Regions from separate parts of the Mus musculus genome. Here region 2 is linked to region 1. The links are chromatin contacts, called in public Micro-C maps. All regions are on one chromosome and are shown on one strand. The core of a region is the stretch at or near the end of the contact, and the rest is flanking DNA. Distances in the headings are between cores, read along the strand shown. Region 1 overlaps Grk5 (G protein-coupled receptor kinase 5). Region 2 overlaps Grk5 (G protein-coupled receptor kinase 5).

Region 1 (2,636 bases), core at 44-2,543:
AGGAAGGAAATATACATCTTATAGTCCTGAAAGCTAAGCCTGCCTTTGCTTGTGACATCCTTTTGCTATCTACTCTCATCCAAAGGGTGACTTCAAAAGCTACCAGAGCTGTACTAATCTTTCAGGCTGGAGGCACAGATGGTGTCTGTTGCCTGATTAAGTCTCTCTTTAACCACCATGGTTTTCTGCAGGAAGTCCACCAAAGTAGCATGGATGTTGACCTACCAAATGTGTCCACATCCACGGAGAAATCGAAACTAACATGGAGATGACTTTTTGCTCTGGGGTTGTGTTTGAATCTAGGAATTGATTCTGCAGAGCTCTGGGACTCTGGGAAACTTACTATTCTCTCTGAATCTCCAGATCCTTATCCATGAGGCAGAACTAGGACATGGCCTCAGGCCCAAAAGGGTTTTGCAGTGATAAATATGTCCATCAGAATCACCTGGTTAGATCATCCTGACAGTGCTGAGACTACTGACTTAGCGGTTTCCTGTCCTCTAATTTGTTCAACCTGCACCCACAGGGCTGTCTCTGATCCTTCTCTTTACTATTCCTCTGACTCTTGGTACTGAGAATGTATATGTAGCAGCTGTCCTACTAACCAGGCTGTGACGCAGTGTCAATTATGTTTTTTTTTTAACCCATCTTCCTAACTTGGGACAGCTCCACCATGCCTAGAGTAAAAGGTGACTATAGGCAGTGTATGGGATTGGCTATCACCTTCATGAGGGTGGTAGATGAGGTCCCTCCTACCTGGAGGCAGGAGGATCATGAGATGGGTTCAGAGATATCATCCAGGCCCTCCAAATCTGCTGAGTTAATAAGTAGAGTTTTGAGAGGCCAGATGGACTGAGGGAAAGGGTTCCATTCAGATTACATAAAGGAGAAGAATGTCCCTGGAATGAAGGAATCAATGAATCAGGGAATGAGCAGAGAAATTTTACAGCGGTCTTTGCCACCAGCAACCAAGAGGAGCAAGAACAAAGCTCTTTGTTGAACAACATGGTTCACCAAAATAGTGACCGCCATGATATAGAAGAAGTGGAGGATGAAGGTGACTAGATCAGGGCCAAGTCTTCCTCTCTGGTGTGGTCACTTAATTCTCCCAACACTCCTAACCCTGATTTGGCAGAGAAGAAGACAGGCTCAAGGGAGTTTAATCACTTGCTCAAAGTCACAGTCAGTGAAGACAGAGCCTGTTGCAAACCCCAGTCTCCTGCCACTATAGTTCTGTTTCTTGCTGCCTCCCTCCAGACTCATTCAGAGCTCACTCCCTTTATTCCCAGAACCTGATTGATGAGTCAGGGCAACACTTTCCCTGTTCCCCAGTGGTAGGGCCATTCTGTGCTGCTCCAAGCAGGGGTTCCCCCCAAAACTTCTAACAACACGCCAGCACCTTACTGTGCTAGCAGAATGTCCCCTCCTCCAACTCACCCACGCCTCCCCTTGAGGCCTGCTGAAGCCCAGAATTAGATAAGTGCCCTGAGCAAGCAGTATAACTGAACATATCTCCCTGGGATCATTTCTGACAAAAGCAAAGCAAACCAAAGCAAACCCAAAAAAAAAAAAAAAAAAAGGAAGCAGCTATTTCAAAGTTGATGGCAATAGTTTCTCTCAGCCCACATTTCCCTTTTGAAAGAACTTAGAGCAGAAAACAAGATCCCTCAGCAATCAGTGCGGAGGGGTAAGTGACTTTGCCCTCTCTGGAGGGAACAAAAATGTTCAAGCAAGAATTCCAGAGGTGGAAAAAAAAAAAAAAGCAGAATTCTGGGTTGAGGAATCAGCTCAACTGGTAAAGGTGCCCATTGAACATTTTTGGGAACCTGAGTTCAATCCTTACAACCAAGATAAAAAGAAAATAAAAGAATTGATTCCACAAAATTGTCCTCTGACCTCCTGCTCCCCACCAAACACGCACACACACACACACACACAAACACACACTGTGGGAGGGGCACGCATCTGGTCAGGCATGGGAACTCCCCTGTAACTCCAACTGTTCAGAATGCTGAGGCAAGAGAAAACAATTCAAGGCCTATTTGGGTTACAGAGTAAATTCAAGGCAAATGTAGTCAACTTGTTAGGAGCCTGTCTTATGATAAAATGGGGGAAGATGGGTGGCAGAGCATTTATTTAACATGAATGAAGCCCTGGGTCCCATCTGCACCAGAGGGGAAAAAAAAGTAAAATATGACAAAATAAAAATTAATTATCTGACTTCTGGGCCAGGAAACATGACAGTTGGGACAGGCTATTCCCTCCTATGCCACAGTACAATCTATTTGCTACCAGTGGTTATTGCTTTGTCAATTTTACTTTTCTTCTTTCTAAATTCTGTTTTTGAAATTTCATCCATAGATATATGTTTAACATTCATCTCTCTGTCTGTCTCAATGCTCCATACACACATGCATTATCACAGTACAGCGGAAGTCAGACAACTTTTGGAAGTTCAAATTAAGACTGGGTCTCTCTTGTTTCTGCTGTTGTACTTATACTCCTGGCTAGCTGACCCACAAGCTTCAGCACCATTGTCCTGTCTCTTACTTCCATCTCCCTTAGCTCAGGAACTGCAGGTACATACTAACACATCCATATTTTTCATGTGTTCCAGAGAATAAACTCATGTTGTC
Region 2 (2,636 bases), core at 92-2,591, 68 kb before region 1:
TGCAGAGAAGCCAAGCCTTACAATGGATACTCCACATCTGGCCAGAGGCCTGTTTGTTCTGCAATGGTTGCTTAAATTGGATTGACCTTGCAAGTATTCGTAAGTCTTGCCATGGGCCAGCATGTCTTTCTGGTTCTGTAGTAGAGCAGAGAGTATGGAGTGGATATTCAAATGGGCACATAAATCAGTAAATCACAAAGATTAGGTCAACAATCCCAGAGATGAGCTATACTAAATTAGAACTCAGGAACAGCTCTCTGAAGACACCATGAGCTGAAGTGGGACTAGACTTGCTGAGTTAGAGGAGGGGCTAGGATTGAGAGGTGAAAAGGGACAGAATGAGATACAGTTCCCAAAACCTAGGCTTTGGGTTTGGTCTGGAACCAGCAAAACCACTCTTTTTCAAAGAAGACAGGGATCTTCCCAAGTAGCCATGATTTGTCTATGTAGGTGGGAGTCTGCCCAGGTAGGTAAGGGCCAGCCCAGGTAGTCAAAAGTCTGTGCAAACAGAGCCCAGGTAGCCAGGGCTCTTGCCCAGGTGGGCAATGCATGATGGTAGAACACTTACTGAGCACAAGCAGAGAAGAGTTCTTTGCAGGGGCTCTGCAGGAGCTTCTTCTCTGTCTGGGAGACCAGGTCCTGTCCAACTTGGGCAATGAAGACTGGGGACTGGAAGAAGGAAATGATTATTAGTGAGAAGGAAGGGACAGGGTAGCTGGAATTGCTCCATAGATGCAGGGTAAAAGATAAAGATACCAGGTGATGGTAGAAAGATGTAGCTACCTGTCCCTGCATATGGTCACCTGCCCTGTCGGCCCCTGTCCCCTACACACACACACACACACACACACACACGTAGGATACATGAGCAGTGTTCAGTGTGGTTGTAGTGGGGTTATTAGACTAGATGGCAGTGAATGAACTCAGACTTAGTGTGAAATTTCTAGCCATGTAACATTATGGAAGTCACTTAGCATCTCAAAGTCTGGTTTCTCCAGTTTCACCCATCTCCCTGCCATGCATTCTTGATAGATGCTCCTAGGACTAGACTCACCAGGTGGATGCCAAGGTGGGATTTTAATACATTAGAGAAAATTTTTGAAAAAATCCAAACGATGTAGTGTGAATTATGAAATTATGCTTTCCCTCCCTGCTACAGAGATGTAGTTATAGGGCTGGAAGACTTGCTAAGGTCCATGAGGCAGTGCCTACAGGGAGATGATCCTGGGGAAAGTGGGAGGGGCAGTAGCAGCTGGCAAATCACTCTTGAATAAAGGTCATGGTTCACTTTCTATTCCTCAGGGTTTCAAATGCTGAAATCCATTCCTTCTTTCCCTGCCCTGCCCTCTTGTGTGGGCTCATCCCCCTTGAGGATTACCTCCTCAGTTGGCTATAACTCTGGTGAAGATGGCCTATGGTGTGGCTGCAAAGCTATTTCACTAAGTTCCAGCTAGAGTACATTTTCCACCATGAACTGTCTTAAGAGGTGGCAGTTCCCTCTGCTTTATGTGTACCCTGCCTGGTCCACTTCTATCCTCTTCTCTGTTCTAAAAACCTACAACTGTGTCCTGCAGAAATGTTTAGTCTCCTGCCAGCCCTTATACCACAACCAGGGACTTGTGTTGCTTTTAACCTCTGACCTTGCCATCCTGTGGCTACATCTCTCTCTCTCTCTGGAAGGTGGGAGGTACTTCAGAGATGCTCAAGTCTGCTTTGAACTTTGGGCACTGATGAATTTTTAAAAGTTTCCCCCTAAGAAGCATATAAATTAGGTTGGAGGCTTCTGGCAGTTTAGTCTCTTCAGAGACAATAACTGCAGGCAATGAGACAGGAGGACAAGCCACTATCTGTAGGCAAATCTGCCTAAGGAGGCAGACTGGTAGGCCATTTGGAATTGGGGGTGGGATAGGGCAGTGGAGGTATGCCTGGTAGATGGCTGCACACTCCATAAGTGTCCATCATTGAGGTGAAAGGGTATGGTCTTGATCCAGTGTGAGTCAGCAAAGACAGCATAGAGATGCCGAGTGTAGGAGCTGTGGGGAAGAAGGGAGCCATTTTAGCTTTACTCAGGAGGGGCCCAAGTTGCCAAACTGTCTGTACTAGGTGCACTTCTGCCAGGGTCCATTTGTTTTTCACCCAGCTTATTCCTTATCAACTGACAGCTGGCATGGGAATGGTAAATAAAGTCAGTGTGGTCTTGACCTCAAGTGCTATTCTCCAGTTAGACATACAAATGCCATACTTTAAGGTGACACCCTATCAGAAAAGCCCCAATGTCCCTAGGTTACATACAATATACAAAATGAACTAAAACCATAACTCGATGGCCTTTACATTTTCTTAGCCCCTGACTTTTCTTTACTTACAAATGAAATTTACTTATGGAGCTAACATTGGAAAGCAATAAAAAAAAGAAAAAAAAAACCCCACAAACCTCTAGCAATGTTTTATATACACTAAAACCCAACCCTGGTCAATAAATGAATAATGGAACTTCTGACACACATTACTTTATTTAATCTATACTGTGACTTTGTGAGGTAGGAACTATTATGTCATTGTCTTAGTCAGGGTTTCTATTCCTGCACAAACATCCTGACCAAGAAGCAAGTTGGGGAGGAAAGGGTTTATTCAGG

Evidence for each region. A called contact is a pair of places that touch in the nucleus more often than the background predicts.
Region 2: a Micro-C map of brown adipocytes shows a contact between it and region 1, with 2.1 times the contacts expected there. The contact joins two enhancer-like sites. A contact is called at or near these places in 5 of 39 promoter capture datasets (the 3T3-L1 cell line, the C10 cell line, HPC-7-derived erythroid cells and 1 more), 7 of 484 Hi-C or Micro-C datasets (the G1E-ER4 cell line, bone marrow-derived dendritic cells, bone marrow-derived macrophages and 4 more), 4 of 115 datasets of contacts at active chromatin or transcription factors (bone marrow-derived dendritic cells, bone marrow-derived macrophages, embryonic fibroblasts and 1 more) and 2 of 9 other capture datasets (adipose tissue and liver).

Annotation. Positions count from the first base shown.
Region 1 is chr19:60,998,693-61,001,328 of GRCm38.p6, reverse strand. The region is part of intron 2 of Grk5 (G protein-coupled receptor kinase 5); the gene reads right to left. Among named protein-coding and RNA genes, the nearest start is that of Gm22520, 14 kb to the left of the region's middle. Within about 2 kb of position 1,293, at least 36 of the 459 cell types and tissues checked have an H3K27ac peak or open chromatin away from gene starts, as enhancers often do. A contact at or near this core is called in brown adipocytes, where this site is marked.
Region 2 is chr19:61,066,581-61,069,216 of GRCm38.p6, reverse strand. Grk5 (G protein-coupled receptor kinase 5) reads right to left here. Exons shown (of 16, transcript NM_018869.3): 5 at 569-669. It also overlaps a transcript of Zfp950 not described here. Among named protein-coding and RNA genes, the nearest start is that of Gm22520, 54 kb to the right of the region's middle. Within about 2 kb of position 1,341, at least 3 of the 459 cell types and tissues checked have an H3K27ac peak or open chromatin away from gene starts, as enhancers often do. A contact at or near this core is called in brown adipocytes, where this site is marked.